Linked DNA regions of Mus musculus: region 1 is linked to region 2. The links are chromatin contacts, called in public promoter capture Hi-C maps. All regions are on one chromosome and are shown on one strand. The core of a region is the stretch at or near the end of the contact, and the rest is flanking DNA. Distances in the headings are between cores, read along the strand shown. Region 1 has its middle 69 kb from the start of Gm14062. Region 2 holds the start of Snap25 (synaptosomal-associated protein 25).

Region 1 (4,097 bases), core at 517-3,016, 1.1 Mb before region 2:
AGTCTTCAGAAAACTTCTAGCTTTGTATGGAAAGCCTTGATCATTACCTAGTGGGCTGCGATGAAGTAAAGGGGTTTTTCATCTCATATGTTTTACTCAATGAAGATAGATCCATCTTCATGTTTGTGGAAACTGCCTACTGCTATTATCATCATGGTTAATTCTAGACATCAAAATATAGCTATTTCTAAGAAGTAATATTACTATATGAGGCTGAAAAAAAAGCAAAAAAACCAAATCACACTGAGTAGGAAGATTCTATTTTTTTCTCTGTGTGCGGTGTCCTGTGTGTGTGTGTGTGTGTGTGTGTGTGTGTGTGTGTGTGTATGCACATGCATGTGTGTATGTATGCACACATGTGTATGTGTATGGGGTCTGGTAAAAAATATATTGTATGCAGATACATACAATATATGCCATAATATAGTGTGCCTATTGTATATAATGTTCTGTAACACAATGCTCCATTGCCTATTCCCGTTTTCCCCCACAGTGCTTTTCAGTCTGAGACTCATAGATTAGTCTTGAATTTAAGATTTGCTGCTTCTCATGAGCCAAACTCGGAGTGCTTCAGTGAGCAGAGCCATGCAGAAGTATGTTTGTTACAATCAGAACCATTCAATTCCTCCTAAATGGGTGGGCCTGTTTTTTTGCATTTGCAACTTGGATTTTAAGGCTGGGAATACCGGAGCTGAGGAAGCTGAAGTACAAAGGAAGGGAATAAAAGGGCCAAGGACTAAAACCAACAGGGGCAGGCAATTGCAAGGTATATTAATGCATCCTGTGCAGAAATAGGGATTTATTACACTTGCAAGGGGTTTGTGTGTGTGTGTGTGTGTGTGTGTGTGTGTGTGTGTGTGTGTGCGCGCGCGCGCGCGTGCGAGTGCTTGTGCTCGTGCATGCACCCGCTGTATGAAAGGTAGAAAAGAGCTGACATTTGTTAGTCTCAATTGAGTAAGTGCAGTTGTAAAGAATAAAGGGAGCTTTTAGAAAGTGGGCAGCTGTGGCAGAGCCTGAAGCCATGGTACTTGATACTGCAATATACTCTCTCAGTGATGCTGGGCAGCTTTTGAGAGCAGCAAGCAAGCCATTCAGGGATGAGAACAATAGCAAATGTCAAGATTGAAAGAAAGAATCCACCCTTTAAAAGACTGTTGAATGACAAGTAGGCCAGATCAAAGAGAGAAACTTATCAAGTATTTATAATTATAATGCTAATGGAGATCAATAATCATAAAAGAAAACTCTAATAAAAATACAGAAAAGGACAAAACTACCCAATGACTCAAACACTCACCATTTCCCCCATTCTGCTTTTTTTGTGTGTGTGTGTATTTATTTCATTGCTCAATCATTGAAAAGGACATTTCTGGAACAAGCTTCAGTGTCTTTGCTTTGGAAATTATACAGTGGAAACCATGCTAGAGAAGCACAAAATAGGACTCACGAACAGTGTGCTGTAAGGCAAGCCACAGAACCTGTATCTTAGCAGGAGATTTTGTGATCAATGGGAAGTATTTAAGGAGGGGCAAAATTCTGAGGACACATCCATCACCTACTGCTACAGTCCTTCCACCATTCTTGTATCAGTTCTGTGCCCTACACATACACGGATATGCAAAGCTTCCTTCTAGCAGCTTGAGAGGTAAGACTTGAAGGGAAAACCCTGCTTTTGAAAACTTGCTTGGGCTTGCTGAACACCATGGTGGTTTAGAAGCCCAGGAAGAAATTTCGAAATCCGTCATTGCAAAATCACTTTTGCAATAAGTAATGAATAAAAACTGAAGGAAAATCTCTTTCCTCCCCAAAGTGAAACTGTACAACTTAACTTGTCTAAACAGCTCCTCATAACAGAAGTTTAAAGGCTCCATAAACCAAAGTGCTTCCCACGGCCAAGGCCAGAACCTCCAGCCATCACTGATTGATTGGTTCATTCAGTCAGATCTGTTATGATAGAGTTCATGGAAAGCACAGCCCTGGACATCACTGAAAAAGCAAGAATGTATGACAGCTTCCCCATGACCCTCAGGGGTCAGCAGAGATGTCTCCCATCACAAAACCATTATGTCACCTTGATAGAGCCCAACATACTGTTTATAAAACTTGGGGTCTTTTTCTACCCATTACATTACTGCAAAGAGGTAATCTAACTGTTGCCTCTAGCATCCTCAGCAGTGCTACTTCATGCCTGGTGGTAGGTCAGAAAACTTAGAGAAGCAAAATGAAGATCATATATCCAGCAACCCATCTTGAAAGTGACAATGTCATACACGGAGAAAGATATAAAGAATAAGTGTGAGATCCTTAAAGAAAGTCAGGTATTAAGGGCACTGACTGCCTATATAAACTTCATAAAACTAAAGGTCTTATGGATAGCAAGGGAAACAATCAAGTGAAGAAGAAATGCAAAGAGTGGGAACAATATTTGCCAGCTATATATCTGGTAGCAGATTAATATTTAGAACATATAAAAAACAAGAACAATAATAACCAAGTAATTAAGAAAACAAATGATGCAATTAAAAATGGACTATTAATCGGAACAGATATTTCTTGTAGGGAGTGGGTATCATCTGATAGGAAAAGGAATATGGTCAAAATATATTATATGCTGTGGTCTTTAATCCCAGCACTCAAGAGGCAGTGCCAGGTGGATTTTTGTGAGTTGGAGGCTAGCATGGTATACAAAGTGAGTTCTAGGATAGCCAATGCTGTTACACAGGGAAAACCCTGTTTAAAAACAAACAAACAAACAAACAAACAAACAAAAACAAGCAAAAAATGAAGGCAGTAAAAAGTTTAAAATATTCAAAAATGTTTAACGTTCTCAGTAATTATGGAGATGCGAATTAAAAGGACTTCGAGATTTTTGTCTTGCCCTACTCAGCATGGCTAATGTGGAATAAAAAAGCCATAACTGACAACAAATGCTGATGAGGCCATGGTGAAAGGGAGAGCATCTCTCACTGTTCAGTTGGATGGAAACAAGTTCAGCCACTATAGAAAATCAGTATGAAGAGTTACCAGAAAGCCAAAGTGGATCTGCCATATGACCTTGCTATGTTAGTATACACTCAAAACACGCAGCAACCTCCTCCACCACCACTACCTCAGCCAAGTTCTTTGCTTCTCTATTCACAACTAGGAAATGGAATGACCTAAATATACTCAATAGATTACTATTCAGCTGTATAAAACAGAGTCATGAAATATGTAGGTAACTGCATACAGCTGAAGAATATTAGACTGTGTAAGGTAACTCAAACCCAGAAAGAAAGAAAAAAAAAACTGCATGTTTACTCTTAATTATGGATCCTAGCTCTGAATCTTTGGTTTGGATAATGTGGAGTAACTGCAGAAGCCAGGAATGTAGAAAGAAACCAAAAGGGAAGAGACAGAGAAGAAGAAGAGATAACAGGACATGAGCTCTATGAAGAGAGAAATAGGAAAAACAGTGGAACTTAAATGGGAAGAAGGAATGCGGATAATGAGTAAAAAGTGGGAGAAGGAGAGATAAGTAACTTTGAAGATGTTTGAAAAGTATAAACTTACTTAAAATACTGTGTGGTAGGGGGGCATTTAATGGAGTCACAACATATGGAGTGATAATATGCTCCCAAGGAAATATAAACTATCTAATAAAACTCTTGTGCCAGGTCCTCCCTCTGAGTTGCTGATTGAGGCAGCTCAGAAAAAATAAAGACTATGATTCTATTCATCTTGGTTTCCTCCAAGAACTTGAAAGTATTCCTTATTACCAAAGACACCACATACCCTGGACACAGGACTTTGAGGATTAAATAAGAACTGACCTGCAAGTCTTTTCTGTAAGGACTAGCTCACATATCAAGAAAGTGTACTATGCAAGCTGAAATGGAGAAGTTGATCAACATTAGCACCAACTTCTGAAGTCTATGCGCCACGATGATTAGTACAGCATGATATCCACATTGGTTCATTCGTGATACCTTTGTCTTAGGGGTAACCATCACCTGCCTGACTGGGCTGGGTCAATCATCAGGAATTCATACTTAGTACAGCAATCTTATCCAACTATACCGGAATACAGATGTTGTAGACCCAGAAGGAGATGCCAT
Region 2 (4,473 bases), core at 1,277-3,776:
TCTGAAGATTTTCCATGACAAAAATGTTAAATCTACGTCACAGGTACATTTCTTTTTATTTTCTCAGCTAACTTTCCTATATATTCAGCTATATAAATACTCATATTGCCTCTTTTTCCCACCTCGGCACCTTAGCCAGCTTTACTGCAATGCTATGCCCCCTTCCTTCATCTTCCACTATCCAGCAAACCTAGCAGTAATTACTAACGTTCAAGCACATAATTCAGGCAGCATTAGGCTTTGCATTTGACGCAACTGCGCAGAACTGTCTGGATTTGCACTATAACAGCAAAGCATTTAAATAAGACTCCTCCCCATACTCCCCCCCCCCTCCACCTCCCATCAATGAAACGTAGTTGTTTATTATATCTGAAGATTTCAGAGTTATAAACTCCCATGCAGCTAAATAATCTGGAATGAATTTCCACTGAGATCAACTTACATCTACACACAATAATATGCCAGCATATACATACATGGAAACACATGATTTTTATAAAGAGAACCCACAAATAAATAGCTGGGGATAAAATAACTCTTTTTAATAGAGAATTTTAGTATCTTTGGGAGACAGATGATTGGAGTTATAACTAAATGAACACAATTCAAGACCTTTGGGAGGAGGTCTTTAAAAGGGTTCATGCTAGCATGTCTTTAATGCATTATATACATCCTTATATATGAAGCTGTTATTCTCATTTAACAACTGTGGAAAGCATATCATTTTAGTCTTGATACATTCATGACAATTATGAGACTCTAAATCAAACAGATATTTATCATCATGACAATTTTTGCTCATGCGGAGTCTCTAAGCCTCAGAGAAGAAAATAGTTATCATGACCTCAGCAAAATCCTGCAGTGCCATAATAGAAATTGCAGTGAATCTTGGGGGTCAGATTCCTGCTTCAGCCGATTCATAACCCTGAAGGACATGTTTAACTTCTCCCAAGGATGACCATTCTTAACGTCAACATCTACAGCAATCAATCTGCCATATCCAATGTTAATATGAAATGCACTAACTCCAAAACCACAGCCAAAGATATTGAAATTTTTCTTTTGGCTGTGTATGCTTGTTTCTACCTAGTTTTAAGAATAAAGGAAAAGTGACAAAGGGATTTATTCCAGAAACTAGTTCAGATAACCCATATTAAAAAAAAACACAGGGAAGGAACTGTCCTATAAATAGATAGTACTAGCATCATCTTATAAGCCCACTGGAGCCCACCTAATATCAACGGATATATCTACCCTGTGTTAAATACAAAAAATTACAGTATATATGTCGTAATGGAGGATAAGTGACCGTTTTTAAAAGTATGGTTTTGTTTTGTTTTGTTGTTTTGTTTTTGTCTAAACCAAGGCACAGGAAGAAATACAGAAGGCTTCTACAAGTAGTCTGCTTTTTCTTGAAGCTACGTGGGAAGTGAGGAAGAGAGCAGGCAATTGTCTGTAAATAAATCCCTGCTGACAGGATTTATTCTTCTGTCTTTCTTTTAATCTACTATGCGAGCTCTATTAAGACTTTCTATAAGACCTGGATCTCAGAGAGAAAATTTGGCCTCTAGTCCCAGCCAGGCATCTCTGCAGCAGGTAATGCGGCGCTGCAGCCGGATCGCTGTCCGCGGTGCTGAAAGGTCAGGGCGCCGACGCGGGCGCCGAGCACTCCTGTCCAGGGTGCTGAGCTCCCGCCATCGCACCCCCACTAGTCTAGCCCACCGCACCAAACCTCCAGAGCTCTCCCACTTTGCAGCACATGCTCGCCTGTAGCTGACTTGGGGCAGGCGGCATAAATCAAGTCTGTGGGGCATGGAGGCTGCTGCCGCTGCCGCTGCCGCAGCTCAGCTTGCCCAGGGAGGGAACTGCCCCCCTTCTCCTTTCGCCTCCCCAGCGCCCACACCCTGCCTTCTCATCTCCCTTGGGTAGCAGTGCCCTAAACACTACAGTCATAATCATAGGGTTGGAACGAACTACAAGATCGTGTTTTGCTTTTAAATTTTAGACTACAGGTAGAAAAAAAACCCCACAATCCTAATAACCTAAACATATCTCAAAACTGCATCGCAAGATGGAAGAGGGTCCCACGGCTGCTTCAAAAGAGTAAGTTATTATTCTGTACACATCCTCGCTATTTCTTCCCACCACTCCATCTGTAGTGTCCCCATTCACTCCTTCTCCAAACAGCTCACCTCGAAAATACTTTTATGCAGCCCCAGGCGAGAGTCTAGGTAGATATGCACACAGGGAATACCGCACCCTAAGTGCACCAATACTTGTATTTACCCAGGCTCACTTGGGCTGCCAGCTGCAGTCCCTTCTGTGTATGCAGCCATACAGGGCTAGGACCTGGATCGGGGGAGGGGGCTCTTTACCTTGTCTTCTCCGGAGGATGCTGTCCGCTGATCCCTGCAGGTAGCAAGAGTGGAGGAGCCGCCGGGTAGGGAGGGAAGGAAAGACAGCTCCAGACCTCCCCGAGGTTTCTTCTTCAATGCAACGTGAGCTCTGCCCTCATCAAAGATGGCCGTTCCTTTGACGTCAGCAGCTTTTAATAGCCGGCTCCTCGAGGGGCGGGGAGGAAGTGTGATGGGGGAGGGCGGAGGGAGGAAGGTGGCTGGGGGCGGTAGGGGAGGAGCCGGGAGGTGCGGAGCGCTTGACTCAGCTCCCTGAGCGCTTTGCAGCAACCCTTTTTATTTCAATCTTTTATAAACACCCAAATGGAGCGATTCTTTTGACTCCATTTTAGCACCGTCTTGGGAAATACATATTTCTTGCGACTGTTTTCCTGATGGCCTATGCGTTTGCTTACGTGTGCATGCATATGTGAATATATGTATGTAAATACGTGTGTTTGGAATGTATATACAATTATAATAATGTAAACATATACATATTTATATGTAAAACGTTCCCCTGATGATTTGTCTTTGGTTGAGTCACAGACACGAGAGGAAGGTAAAGGAATAGAAGGGTAATGATGTGAGGGATTGGCATAGATTTCTGTTGTGATTTATTTTCTCCAGAGAAGAGGGTCCGAAGAGGCATTCCCCTCAGCTCTCGCTCTCACCAGCTCCTTTCGTGACCAGGTTACTCACATTGCTATTTTTATGAAAATTATTGTATTAAAGCAGCATTGCAGGTTTAGAGTTCTCATTTAATCATGGCCAGTTTGGGAAAGGCTCACACTTTCTTTTAAAGTACGTCAGAGCAATTATCACCGAGATAACACCTGAGTTGGGGAAAGGGAGAGGGAAGCTAGTTAGCCCTATTAGCTTGGGTTTGCAGGGCTAGGGCTTTGAGTTGCGAGTTGTTTGCCCGGGGCTTATAGATGACTCTGTGGCGGGTTGAATTTGCAGTCTGGGCCTAGAGCGGTATTCGGGTTTCTTAGAACGTGTCCAGACATCCGGGGGTGGGGGTGGGGGGAAGGTGGCTAGGACAGTACTGAAATCTGGAGGGTCACTCATTGCACAAGCACTTTCAGTGGCCGACCCTCTGAACCTCTGGGTCTGGTATGAGCAAGAATGTCTACTTCTGCTGGTTCAGATGAAAGATTAGAAGTAATAACCACACAATATAATCCTGTCTTTGCTTGTCGTGCGTCAGGAGCAGTCAGGAGCTGGGTAGGGCAGGCGGCGATATGCAAATAGTTCGGTGGTGCAGCCTCTAGATGATTCACAGGTGTTGGGGAGGTTGTCCGGGTTCTAGGCAGGGAGGGAGAGCTGGGGAGCGCGTGGGAGGTGGGGGACCTCGTCTCAGGAACTGTTTGTACTTTTCCGCGGAGGATGCGATTAGAAGTCGTGCCTCGCAATCTTAAAACTTGATGGCCTCTTGGGCGATGGAAAATCCTTTTCTCTTAGAAACACACACGCGCACACACACACACACACACACACACACACACACACACACACACACTTAAAACTGGATCTGAAAAGCAACGCGTAAACGCCCCCCGCCCCGGTCTCGATAACACACACACACACACACACACACACACACACACACACACACACCACGCTTGCTGGTTTTAAAGGCAAGCTTAGGTAATAAAGCTTTTAATTGTAGGCGAAGACAGACGGGGAGCTGAGGGAGGAGGGGGTTGGGTGGATGTACATAGGAGAGGAGCAGAATTTCCTTTTTCTAACAGATACCAAGATCCAAAGGATATTTTGAAATCTTAATGTTTGCGATGATGATGGTGTTTGGGTTTTGATTAAAACCGGATTCCTGAAATATTGCTGCTGCAATTTGCTTACTGAGTTATTCAACATTTAAATTTTTGTACGACAGAAAAAAATATGCTTGGCCCTCACTAGGCTGCCATTCCAGCTCATATTTTCATTATAATAAAGCTCGCAGGAATAGGCTTAAGAATGTAATATTTTTCAGTTATGATATGACTTGGGAAAAAAAAGGCAGCATGCAGAGTTGGCAGAGACAGACAAACTACCCTACAAGAAGGAGAAAGAAAAT

What was found. Promoter capture Hi-C pulls out the DNA fragments that hold promoters and counts their contacts.
Region 1: a promoter capture Hi-C map of the 3T3-L1 cell line shows a contact between it and region 2, with 5 times the contacts expected there. The contact joins the enhancer-like site here to the promoter of Snap25 in region 2. A contact is called at or near these places in 5 of 39 promoter capture datasets (the 3T3-L1 cell line, cranial neural crest, hippocampal neurons and 1 more), 1 of 115 datasets of contacts at active chromatin or transcription factors (astrocytes) and 1 of 9 other capture datasets (pancreatic islet).

Annotation. Positions count from the first base shown.
Region 1 is chr2:137,805,435-137,809,531 of GRCm38.p6, reverse strand. No RefSeq gene overlaps it. Among named protein-coding and RNA genes, the nearest start is that of Gm14062, 69 kb to the left of the region's middle. Within about 2 kb of position 1,766, at least 46 of the 459 cell types and tissues checked have an H3K27ac peak or open chromatin away from gene starts, as enhancers often do.
Region 2 is chr2:136,711,503-136,715,975 of GRCm38.p6, reverse strand. Snap25 (synaptosomal-associated protein 25) reads right to left here and starts at 2,526. Exons shown (of 8, transcript NM_011428.3): 1 at 2,376-2,526. It overlaps Gm32659 (a long non-coding RNA gene), which reads left to right and starts at 1,638. Exons shown (of 3, transcript XR_375013.3): 1 at 1,638-2,103.